Linked DNA regions of Urocitellus parryii: region 1 is linked to region 2. Evidence: chromatin contacts called from public Hi-C data. All regions are on one chromosome and are shown on one strand. Each heading gives the region's core, a stretch centred on a gene start, on an enhancer-like site or on the middle of the called end of the contact. The rest is flanking DNA. Distances are from core to core; before and after follow the strand shown. Region 1 holds the start of LOC113175926 (lysine-specific demethylase 5C). Region 2 holds the start of LOC113175931 (ubiquitin-like modifier-activating enzyme 1).

Region 1 (6,453 bases), core at 1,747-4,246, 230 kb before region 2:
TTCTGACTGCCAGGAAAATCTTCTCTTAATCTTTAAACTTGGAGAGATTGATCACTGGATGTCTTAGGGTATACTGGGGGGCCTTTTGATCTTTCTGTTCCTAAGTGTTTTTTCTTTCCCTACACTTTCTGTTTTTTTAGTCTCCTCCTGCTTTTAGCCATATATATATTTGTTCCAGGGGAGTGGGTGGTGCTAGGGATTGAACCCAGGGCCCTGTGCATGTGAGGCAAACACTCTATCAACTAAGGAATATCCCTAGTCCATTTAGCTTTATATTTTTATCTCCTCTGGCATTCTCAGTTCCTTCTTGAACTCTGAGAATTTAAATATTTGCATTTCAATGAGATATAAAATGTCTTGTGAGCTTTTTCCATTTTTCTTTCTTTCCCCTTTAAAATCTTCTCTGACTGTATTTTCAAGTAGCCTGCTTTTAAACTCAGTATCTCTTTTTCTGTTTGATGTAATTGGTTACTGATGCCTCCTATCATGTTGTAAATTTCACTTAGTGTACTTTTAAACTGAATAATCTGTTCTTTTTTTTTCAATTGATTACTCACTCACTGTTAAATTTCTCAGAGTATTGAATCTTCTCCTATGTTTTCTTGAAGCTCACTTAATTTCCTTAAAGAAACTGTTTGAATTCTGCATCCAAAAGTTTTTTGCTTATGGCATGTTTGAAATAAATCACCAGGTCAGTCTTGAAGTGGAACATGGAACTTTATTTGCCTGCAGGAGAAAAGGGCAGCAAGCAAGTTACCTCTGCAAACTTTGACCCTTTGTAGAAGGTAGGATACGTTTTTATAGCTCCAAACCACAAGCTGTCAGTAATTCAATACCATGGCAACATAGGAAATGGGCCAGAGTGACTCAAGTCAGGGTACACTGCCAGAGAATACATTGTACAAGAATAAAAGAAATATTTTTCAATCACTATGCCACTATGCCATTGACAAACAGGGTGTGCTAAGAGAGATGTGGGGTGCAGAGGTGGGAGTTTTCTCATGGGAGAAGCATTTCTTTATGAAATGGAATTTGTCTGGTGAAGGCACTTATATCCTGGCTCATAACAAGTGACATCAATTGTTCATTTGTTGAGGTCATGCTTTCTTGAAGATTTGTTGGCTTAAATGCATATGCCATCTGTACATTAAAGAATTGAGTACTCATTTTAGTCTTTATAATTTGAATTTGTTTTTTCTTGTCCTTCAAGAAATTCTAGGCTAGTTGCTCCTTTTCTCTATGCTGTGGATCTTTAAACTATTGCAAGGTTACAGTCTTGGTTTGCCCCAAGACTAAGGTTAATGTGATTGTCACTATTTCAGCACTAGAAGGCAACCTGAACTCAAGTTTGTCCCAAATCCACATTTAATGTGTTGTTTAGAATAAACTGAACAGAATAGATTGAACAAATAATTCTCCATAAAGTATGTGACCAATGTTACACAATTTATTTCAAACATCTTTAGGTATCAGGGAAATGCAAATCAAAACTTCTTTGAGATTTCCTCCCATCCTGGTCAGATGGCAATCATCAATAATAAAAATAGGAATAAATGTAGGGGAATGTAAATTAGTTCATCCACTATGGAAATAGTGTGGCAGTTTCTCACCAAACTAAAAGGAGAACTATCATACGATCCAGCTGCATTACTCCTTAGTATGTATCTGAAGGAAGTGAATTCAGCATATCCACATTTATCAAGACAAGATTCCCATTGCCCAAGTAATGGAATCAAACTAAGTGTCCATCAATTAATAAATGGATAAAATGTGGTATATGAATGCAATGTGGTATATGAATGCAATTGTAATCATACAAAAGAAAAAATCATGCCATTTGCAGGAAAACGAATAGGAGATTATCATGTTAATGAAAGTAAGCCAGACTCAGTCAAATATACATATTTTCTCTAAAAAGAAATGTTTCCTCATTTATCAAGGTGTAGTTGAAATACTCTTTTAAAAAGAAACATTTCCTCATTTATCAAGGTGTAGTTGAAATACGCTTCTAAAAATAAATGTTTCCTCATTTATCAAGGTGTAGTTGAAATACTCTTTTAAAAAGAAACATTTCCTCATTTATCAAGGTGTAGTTGAAATACTCTTCTAAAAAGAAATGTTTCCTCATTTATCAATCTGATCAACCATTTTCCGGGTTTTCTCTTAAATATGTTATCTCTGAGAGAAAAGGAACTAGAAAATTGTTTAATTTTATTTTATCATTTGACACTTACTATGGTGTATTTACTATCTGGTCACTTTCTGTTGATAAAGTGTGTGTCCTTGGCTGGGGCGGGGGAGTGGGAGATTTGGAGTTTTGTTTGCATTGACAGACTGGATTTCTGGCAGTTTCTTTTAGTTATTTGCGTTGTGCTTCAACATTAAACATGAAAGAACTGTTATTGCCAGTTCAAAAGTTTGCTTTGCTCCCCTGCCCACAGTGTCTTCTTTTAAAATCATGTTCTGTATATTTTATGTACACTGGATAACACATTTTATACAAGTTTTTTAGCACCTTTTTCCTGTCTGAAGTGCAATGATAACAAATATATACAAGGAAAGTTAAGTGTAAGTGGAACATTGTACATGAACATAATTGTAACATGATCATAAAATTGTAGTAACAGTTTTCTTCACAAAAGCCAACAAACAGTACGTGTCTGGAAATACATTAAGGCTTAATATGCTGTTGGTATGGACTTTCGTAAACACATTAAGTTCCTTGTAGCTTACACCCGCAGAAAAAATAGAAACATTGTTTTGCTTCTCATTATTCATTAGAAATATTAATCCCATTTATGCGTACACTGAAGAAATTAACCTACTAAGAAATACTGAGCCGAATCTTGTGGTAGTAATTCTCTCTCTGCTCAACCGCACTTGCTGGTTTTACACTCCTTCTGTTTACTGCGCAGGCGTGACGTGCGCAATGCTTCCCTTGAAAAAAGATCCGGCGATACTATTTAAAATCTTCCCTTCCGTTCCGCTCGAGAACTCTTTAAGTTAGGTGGGTTAACCGTCAGGCTGAAAATATTTTCCCGTGGTGAACTCGGTCCTCCATTTTCATTTTTTACTTAGCATGTAAAACGAGTGTCAGGTTTGGAGATAACACCTGAAGTATAGATCCGCGGAGTGACACGGAATTAGTAGGCGGAACACTGAATAGTCAAGATGGTGGCTGCAAAACTGCGAGCCACGAGGTTTGGTAAACAGCTTCAGGGATTAAACTAACTCTGGAATTTGGAAGCAAGTAAAGTTCCTGCGGCCGCGGTGTTTAGCTGGAAGTTCCATGCATCGCTGAAAAGATTGAATTTTATTTTGCGTCTTAGTACTCAGGTCGGACATGGAGCCAGCGTCCGAAGATTTCCTACCGCCGCCTGAGTGCCCGGTGTTCGAACCTAGCTGGGCAGAATTTCGAGACCCCCTTGGCTACATAGCCAAGATCAGGCCGATTGCAGAGAAGTCCGGCATTTGCAAGATACGCCCACCTGCGGTAAGTATGCTTAACGTGGAGTAGGGTAATGCTTTCATTTGCGTTAGGCTTCCCTTATTTAACAAGGCCTCAGATTTATGAATCTGAAGTTTAGATCCTCAGAGTTGAGATTTAAATCTTTCTAACTCATTTCTTATCTTACTTATTAAGTCCGGGCCTCAGGAAACTTGACCAATTGCCAAATTCTTTGTTATGAAGATTTGACGTGGAATGTTTCTGCAAAGAGCCATATGCTGAAGAAATTAACGTAGTCAGAAGTGCTTGATTTAATAACAGAAACAGCGAATAAGACAGAAATTTGTGTTGTTATTAGCAACTTGGCCTGGGATTTTTTTCTCTCTCCCTTAACTTGGGAGTGTGTAAAAACAAACAAAAAGGCACGGAGCATGCGGAAAGGCCTTTTCTGTTGATGATTTGAAACTATTAATTGAAACTGGTAGGAATTTGGCTTAATTAAAAGTGTGTCTTTTAAAAAAATATTTCTTTAAATTTTTGGAGTTGCTGGGAGATTGAACCCAGGGCCTTGTGCAAGTACTCTACCAACTGCGCTACATACCCTGCTTTGATTAAAAATAAAGAATGCTGACAAATGAATCATTATTTAAACAAAACAATGTTTAAGGCCTTAAATTTCTAACTACAATGATGGCTAAATTTATGCACAGCCTACTGCTCTTTTGGCAGGTTTTTACTCTGCACATTTGCTTTTTTTCTATTTATATGTTCATATTTCTCTTAGAATTGATAATTATAGTTAGATGCAACTTTTCCAGAGTACTGAGGGTAAGAAGAAATATTGGGTTAGGTTTGAAAATAAATTTTGTTCACATTAGGTTTATTTTCATTCTTCATAAGACATACTTTTATTCACTTATGTCTTTTCTCTTTTTTCCTTCTGTAAAGTTGGCTCTTAGGATGTGGAGGTTTTTTTATTCGTTTTGATTTTTGAGTGTTAAGGAGGAAGAAGAGCATTTATTAATAGGCTTTTTTCCTTATGGCTCTTCTTTTTTAACTTTCTTTTCAAGAAGCAATCATTGGAAGCTTTTGAAAATGCAAATAAGTACCAGGAAGGAGGGAACAAATGATTATAATTCTCATCCTCTTTCTTCTCCATTGTGCTGTAATCACCTATTTTTTTTTTAACTTCTAGGATTGGCAACCTCCTTTTGCAGTAGAAGTTGACAACTTTAGATTTACTCCTCGAATCCAGAGGCTGAATGAACTGGAAGTAAGTTTGTGAAGTTCACTTTTATAGAGGAACCTAAGTTTTAATCTTGTCTGTTAGTTTTATAATAATGTAGTTAAGGATCTAGGCTTTGAAATCATGCATGTTTAATTTTAACTACAGTTTCCTCTTAGAGTATTGATTTTTCAGGAAGTCTTTTGAAAATTTATTATTACTGTTGTAAAAGGTGGGATTATGAGGAAGGCCTTAAATTTCTGGAAATGATTCATGTATTCTGCAATAGAGTGAGCTTAGAGCTATCAAAAACAGATAAATAATTAGTTTCTCATTTCTTTTCCTATATCAACCTTTCTTATCATTTTGAATTTTCTCAAGGTAGTAAAAGGGCCTTTAAAACATCTTGAGTAAAGTAAACGCTCAGAAGCAAAGATTGCCTCTTAAAACAGTCAACCAAGTGTTCATATTCAAATTAGTATTCAATTTTGTTTTACTGACACTTTGTTTTACTGCTGTGATTTTCAGTAGAATGGGTACTGGAAGCTTCATTTGACTGAAAAGTTAAAAAGGGATAATTTTCAGAAAATGAATTTTGATAATATTTGACATAGAATGGAAAAATATTTTAGTTTTTTTTTTTTGATTGCTTTATCTGTAGTTGGCTATCTGAAGGAAAACATTAAATAGAGCCTAAAAAGTCTTGAGCAAGCCATCTTTAAGCCCTGCATAATTCTTTAAATGTAGCCTCTGAAGACTTTTTCATTTAAAGTATCACCTTATTTCCTCTTGAAGACCCAGCTTATTTGAGCTTTTTGTGGATATTCATGGGAAGGTACATAGTAAAGCCTGAAGTATAGTATATTAGTAGAGAACTGGTACTATAAAGATACTGCTTCTTTACCCACTTTGCACTGGAACAAAGTCAAGTTAAGGAATAAGCCAGCTTCATAGGGCCTTCTCCTCCTCAGGCTCAGACAAGAGTGAAACTGAACTATTTGGATCAGATTGCAAAGTTCTGGGAAATCCAAGGCTCTTCATTAAAGATTCCCAATGTGGAGCGGAAGATCTTGGACCTCTACAGTCTTAGTAAGGTAAGAGTAGTTGATATGTTAAAAAAAAAAAAAAGAAAGAAAAGAAAGAAAGCATTCTTTTATAGAGGATGCTTGTGCTTGGTAGTAGAACATTGTATCTTTGTGGTAGTAAAGGAATGAATGCAGAACCTGATAATATTTTTAATATATTTGGTCCTAAAATGGTTGGCATTGGGGATGATTATATCCCAGATTTCAAGTTTTAGTGCTATTTCTTCTTCTTTTTTGGGGTGTGTGTGTGGGGGGGGTCTCTCCAGTCCAGTTTATTCACATTCCTTTGTATCTTTTCAGATTGTAATGGAAGAGGGTGGCTATGAAGCCATATGCAAGGACCGTCGGTGGGCTCGGGTAGCCCAGCGCCTTAATTACCCACCAGGAAAAAATATCGGATCTCTGCTACGATCTCACTATGAACGCATCATTTACCCCTATGAAATGTTTCAATCTGGAGCCAACCTTGTGGTGAGGACCCTTAGATGGTTTGGGGCCCTAATATGATTTAATTGTTTTTGTTGTTATCTTCCCTTTTTTAATCTGTGCTTTTCTCTTACATTGTGATGTTCTAAGTTTGTATAAAGAGTCTGGAGATACAGAAGTTAGCCTTGGGCAACCTGTTTGTATAAAGAAATCTTATATCTGCTTTACTAATTATATAAGCAATAGAGGGTACTTATCCTGTTACCTCA
Region 2 (6,675 bases), core at 3,663-6,162:
TAAATTACAATGTTAAAGAAAAAAATAAGAATGATAGTGCAACTTTTCCTGTTTGTTTTCTAATAGTGGGGACTGAACCCAAAGGTGCTTTAACATTGAACTAAATTCCAAGTCCTTTTTATTCTTTACTTTGAGACACTGTTTGACTATGTTGCTAAAGCTGGCCTCAAAGTATAAAGAGTATCTCAAGAAAAAAAGGAAGTACAAAATATACACATCTGAGTCTATCAAAAAGAAAAAAATACTGGAAATTGCACAATGTGGGTAAAAATGCTTTCTTGTAAATTCTATCAATCACTTTCAAAAGTAATTACTAAAGTAAAAATAATGTTTTGAGAAATCTGGAATACAGATAAAAGCAAAATTAATAATAGTAGACAATGAAAAATAAAACTGTAATATTTTGTTTAGGGTCTTCTACATATGAAGCAATAAAATATAACTTAGAGATTATACTAAGTACATACTACGGATACACAAATTTTAATTGGTACATGCTTTAATACCAGCAGCTCATGAGGCTGGGGCAAAAGGATCCCAAGTTCAAGATCAGCCTCAATGCTTTGGCAAGGCCCAAAGCAACTTAATGTCTCAAAATAAACAACATAGAGGGCTGGGAAGGTGTTCAGTGGATATGATCAGATCTCACTGACACATCTTACTAAGTCCCAGCACAGATTTCACAAACACTTCTCTTGTCCCTAGGTTCAATTTAGATATGTGTCCCTTCTGAGATAGCTCATACAGGTCAATTTTCTCTCTCCTCTGAGAAAACATTTCTCACTCTCCCAGTAGACCCTGACATACCCAAGACTTTGATCTCTATGGGGTGGATGTCATTGAGTTCACTCATGCCCTGTACTTCTGTGAAAGAGACAAAGTCGCCACTCTCAAATCCATGACGGGCCTCATCCAGGCAGGTAACAACTCCAGGGCTATCCTAGTTTGAAAAGAAACCAATTTTAGAGGCAAGGTTAAGGTGCCAGTAGATAGGAAGACTAACCTTTTTTACCTGTCTACCAGAATCCCCAGGGGCTAACCTCCTTACCTTGGTAACCATGGAAACCATAGCACTAAGTGGTTGTTCCCCATTGGAATCTGTAAGAATCATTTCCTCTCCAAAGTCACAGAAAAGTTGCCTATAGAGATAGATAACAAGACTTGGGCCTGAGAACATGACAGAGGCACTCCACAGTCCAGTACATGCAAAGCAAACTCAGTCCATCTATAGTGGGATTCAGGACAATGCTCATAGAAGAGTGAACACACAGAATCGAAAAGCTTGTTGGCTCAGGAAAACAGGGTAATAGAGCCTTTTATTCTGGCAAGGATTCCGGAAGGAAGGGGCAGGTACTCACCCAAACAGTCCTCGAGTGTCTGCCACCACCAGCTTGATTCCACGGCTGTGACAGACCTCACCCACCTGCAACTGGTACTCCAAAGAAGTGTTGGTAAGGACCACTACCTGTATTTAAGAGCAAAAGGTTTAGGCAAGGGCCTGTGACTAAGGCAGACTAAGAGAATAAAAGGGAAATCCCGAGGGTTAAGGGAAAAGAATATCCAGGCTTTTTTGCTGGTTTGGCCCATTTCAACAACAAATATCAATGTAAGTCAGACTCAGAAGGGAGTCTCAGTTTAACAAAGAGGTACTAAAAGGACAAGACTAAGGACAAGCAGATTCATTTATCTGACAAATTTAGATTACAATATATCTATAATCCTGCTGTACCCTAAGAAAAAATGCAAGTCAACCCCTTGTTCCAGTCAATGTCTGGATTAATTCCTATACCTAAATGTTCCAATTCTCAAGAAAATGAAAATATATTATGGAACTTCTGTCTGAATTCCCTTTCCTATTCACCAAAATAAGTTTACATTTCTGTTTCAAGAGTTTTAATATCATAGTCGTCAGGGCAACATAAAAGCACCCAAAGCTCCTCTTATTTAATAAACATCTCTAACACTAACTACCTACTACTATTTTAAGATTGACCCTAAAAAAAAAAAAAAAATTCTGTTAACAATACACATTGCTTTTGTTCTTACTCTACAGAAAGAAAAAACTAACACAGAAGAAGCTTGTTCCTGGTTACACAAACAAAAGAGTTCCAGACTTAACATGAGAGCAGTTTAGCTCCAAGTTGTGTTTGAAAACCACTACACCACAAATGTATGGCTTCCTAGATTAGGAGATTCACCACCCACCCAAAAAGATAAGAGTTTAATTGCTGCCTATGTATATCCCCTAACTTCCAGAACAAAAGCTAATATACAAGGCCAAAACATTAACAAATAAGACATATAATTATTTGTAAAAATTAGGCAGCATGCAGGGTAACACTCACGTACTTGAAAATCACTAAGGAAGTCCTCAACAAGGGGTCCAGTGTAGGTGCTGACAGGCACATAGCTATTAAGTTCAGCAAGTCGGGGTTCAGATACCTCAGCTCGATTTTTACCAATATCCTCCTCATGCAGGTAGAACTACAAAGGGAAAGAAGGAAGAACTAAAATAGATGCAGAGTTTAAGGAAGACTGGTATTTTGTGAAAGGGAGTCAAGAAGAAGTACCTGAGAGGAGAGATCAGCCCATTGAGCAGTGTCCTGGTCATGAAGGGTGACAGCCTTGACCCCACCAAGGATGATATTCTTGGCAATTTCCACACCTAGGCCCTGTAGGCCTGATACTAACACACTGGATGTCTGGAGATGCTTCATTGCTTCATGACCCAATACATACCTGCCGAGACAGATCTCAGTAAAAGCTGGACCCATCCAACCCTACCCACCTTGTACTGAAAGAAAATTGAGACCACCACATTTATTTATCTGACAAAAAAGGATTGTAATCTACCCACAATCCTGCTGTGCCTACTCCAACTTTTTATGTCCCACTTTTGTCAGACTTACAGCTGACGGGAGTAAAGACCTTCATCTATGTCTGTTTCACTGTTTTTTGGCATTCCCTATGGAAGGATTGAAAAAAACATTCAAGATAAGATAAACAAAATCTGGTTTTAATAGCTGAAAAAAGATATTTCCCTACAACCACTCTACAAGCCACCTGCCAGTGTTCAGAAAGAAGGCACTCACGTTTGTTGGTCCTGGGGGCACTTCAAACCTCACAGAGTAGGTAGGAGAGCAGTTAGAACCCAGCTTTGAATCAGGTCCAGATATTCGACGTTTCTTGGACAGCAGTGAGCTGGACATCTGGAGAGAAAAATGAACATAAGAGGTGAGGCACAAATGCGGAGGATTTTTCTGTTGAAAGTAATTCTGGGAAAAGAGAAGATCTACAATACATTCCTATTCTAAAGAGAAACACATAGAGGGTATACTTGGGACCTAAGACTATGTAGAAAGGGGAGAATAAACATGAATAATTTAGAACAGAAAAGATTCAAAAACCAGTCACTGGTAGATTCTAAAGATGGACTGGGTTTCTGACAAATAATAGTGAAACCAATTTTGAACCCTACTTCTGAATGCAGAGCTGGGACCCAGATAAAGTTAGTGGAGTGAGTCTCTGTAAGGGTGATGAGAATCTAATCTGTTAGGGTCTATGAGGCTATGATAAGAACAAGTGAGAAAGACAGTACCTCTATGATGGAAGACTATTTGCTCAAATAATCCTCCCTGAAGTCTGGTTTGGAGGGGAAACACCAAGATTTATGTGAACCAAAAAAAAGAGATGGGATTAGAGCACTCCTCAAAAACAGATGCTGGGAAGGTTCTCTAAAGGACAGCTTTTAACTCAGGGTTACTGATAAGAAGAGAGCAGGAGTTGGGTCAAATTCTGGACTTAGGGATGCTTCTGAAGGTGAGTGGAGGGAAAATAGTCTTTAAAATCAGATTTTAGGAAACTTCTTACAAAAAAATTCTGGAAAGGTAGGTCAAAGTCCTGGATACACATTTTGAGGCTAGGCTGAGGATGTGGGGATGGGAAGGACTATCACAGAGATTAGGAGGCTCAAGATGGTTAACAACACACACTCTCCCCTCCCCACTTCACTTCCCCTTCCCTGCCACCCCATGTGTCTCCTTCTGGATTATGAAAGTTGACTTTGATGGAATCCTGCGATGTGTGAATAGCCATGTCAGGAAAAATGTTTAGTTAAAATAAATAGGCAAATACACTCTTCTAGATATATGGCCCCTTCAGGAAGACAAATACTTCTGGAGGATCTTTAAAGACTCGTGAAACTAGCTGTGATTAGAAATACTGAAACTGGCGAAAATCCACTGAGACTCAAAGGAGTTCTAAAACACAAAATCTAGGAAAGTGATTAAGTTTTTGATTCCAAATATTGGGCCCGAGACTGTTTAAAAAAAAAAAAAAAAGCGTGGCGAAATAACATGTACATTTCCCGGGTTTCGATGCCCAGAGTAGCAAAATAAAGGGTGAAAAAAAGAAAAATACAAGGAGAAAAATAAAGATCCTGTGGGTCTGGAGTCCCTAAACTGTCCCTAAGCCGCCCGGTAACCTCGGGATAACAAGAAACCAGGCTGCGATCTGCTCCGCCTCCCCTCACCCCAGCTAAGGTCCCAGTTACCGCGGTACGCCCCAGAAAAATCGAGTCCTGCTCAGCGCCGGCCCAGGCCCCTCCAATGCCTCCCGACGCCTCTACCAGGGGCTAGGCGCCCAGTAAGGCCGTTTGTTACCAATGCTGGTTCCTGGGTCGCGCCGCCAAAGGAGCCGAAGTCAAACTCGGCTGCCACCCTCTTCCTACTTCCTCCTCCCCGCAGACTGGGGGCCGCCGACAGTTGCAACCTCTGCCTTCCCCTCCCTGGGCAGTTGTGATTGTGGTCCTCCCACAGAAGATACCTCCTTCACCTTAGCCACAGGAACAAGATGGCGACCGCAGAGCCTGAGGCCGAAACAAAACTTTTGATCCTCCGGGAACCAGGATGCAGACGAGCCACGCCTACTTATGAATGATGTATGACGTAAACAGTCCTCCTACGACTCAATTACGTACAGGACTGAGGAGATAACTCCATCTGGTGGTTGGAGTCAGTAAAATGGATATTAATTAGCTCCATTTACGAAGAACTCTTGGACAATGAAGGGCCATTTAAGAATTATGCCTTTTGATCATAAATTATGTATGGCACAAGACCACAGGTAACTTAGAAAAGCCCGTTCTTAAAAAAAAAAAAAAAAAAAAAAAGTTTTGCAACAAAGGTAGACAATGCCGAATAAGTCATAATCGCTCATGGGCTTTTAAATTAGCATTTGATTTAAGAGTTTAAAATGCCATGAGCTGGGATATAGCTCAGTTTGTAGACTGTTTGCCTTGTATACCCGAAGACCTGGGTTCAACCCTGCCCTGCGCCACACACAATAAGTTTAAGATTCCTAAATTGTTCTCAAGGTTGTGTAATTTCCGTCTCATACTCCTATTATACTTCACTGTAAAACCCGATATTTAGTTTTAAGGAAAAGAAAAACCTAGCATATGAAAAACCTATAGAACACTGTTTGGCATATAGTGAATTAAATATTTATTAATGTTAATTGGATACATTTTAACGCTCCATCAAGATTATTACAATTTAAAAACAAATTCAGTAAAATGTCAGGATACAAAATTAACATACAAAAATGACATTTTTTGTACATAAGTAATGAACTTGTAAAAAAAGTAATTAAATCCCATTTATAGCAGCTTCTTAAAATTAGATATTTAGAAATAAACAAAAGAAATGAAAGACCTATACAACAACAACAAAAAAAAACTGTCAGATTATAGAGGACACATACACAAATAATTAAAATAACCATACCATCCAAAGTTATCTACAGATTCAATGAAATTTTCACCAAAATTCCAATTATTTCTTCACAGAAATAGAAAACCAATCTTAAAATTCATATAGAAACACAGAAGACCCAGAACAGCCAAAGTACCAAAATACCAGACTAGAGGCATCACAATACCTACTTCAAAATTCACTACAAAACTATATTTGCTAAAGTTGAATGATTCTGTTATTAAAACACAAAGAATAATGGGAAAACAGAATGTCATTGGACTGTTGATAGGGACTGAATTGAATCTATAGATCATTGTGGAATACAATACAGAACTCAGAAATTAATCCACAAACATATAGTCCACTCATTTTTGACAAAGCCATCAAACACTGGCAAATTAAGCCAGGTGTGGTGACACATGCCGGTAGTCCCAGTGACTTCAGAGGAGGAAGATGGCAAATTCAAAGCCTGCCTCAGCAACTTAGTGAGGCCCCAATCACTGAAAGACTAAACATTTCCTCTATGATCAGGAACATGACAAACTTGTCCACTTATACCACTTTTACTTAAACAGATTTGGAAGTCTTAGCAAGAACAATTAGACGAAAGAAATAAAGGGCAAGCAAGACCTGTTTCAAAAAAAGTGTGTGTGGGCAGGGCAGCACTGAAGATGTTGCTCAGTGGCCATACTTGTACAGAAGAATTAAACTACATTCCTTTCTCTTATTAGACACAAAAACAAACACAAAGTGTACCAAAAACCTAAACCTTAAATATGAAAACATAAAATTACTACAAGAAAATGTAGGGTGAACTATGATATTTAATACTATGATATAGGCAATGAGTTTTTTAGATAGACCTCAAAATCATAAGCAATAAAACTAAAAATGACAAAATAGAAATCTGTCAATCTAA

Evidence for each region. A called contact is a pair of places that touch in the nucleus more often than the background predicts.
Region 1: a contact with region 2 is called in a Hi-C map of muscle, with 3 times the contacts expected there. The contact joins the promoter of LOC113175926 here to the promoter of LOC113175931 in region 2. A contact is called at or near these places in 2 of 2 Hi-C or Micro-C datasets (liver and muscle).

What each region holds. Positions count from the first base shown.
Region 1 is chrY:4,753,580-4,760,032 of mUroPar1.hap1, reverse strand. LOC113175926 (lysine-specific demethylase 5C) reads left to right here and starts at 2,996. Exons shown (of 27, transcript XM_026380291.2): 1 at 2,996-3,007; 2 at 3,330-3,493; 3 at 4,644-4,721; 4 at 5,645-5,767; 5 at 6,059-6,229. The coding sequence starts at 3,344.
Region 2 is chrY:4,520,346-4,527,020 of mUroPar1.hap1, reverse strand. LOC113175931 (ubiquitin-like modifier-activating enzyme 1) reads right to left here and starts at 4,912. Exons shown (of 22, transcript XM_026380305.1): 1 at 4,834-4,912; 2 at 3,093-3,209; 3 at 2,910-2,965; 4 at 2,571-2,739; 5 at 2,350-2,484; 6 at 1,359-1,465; 7 at 1,049-1,139; 8 at 808-940. The coding sequence starts at 3,209.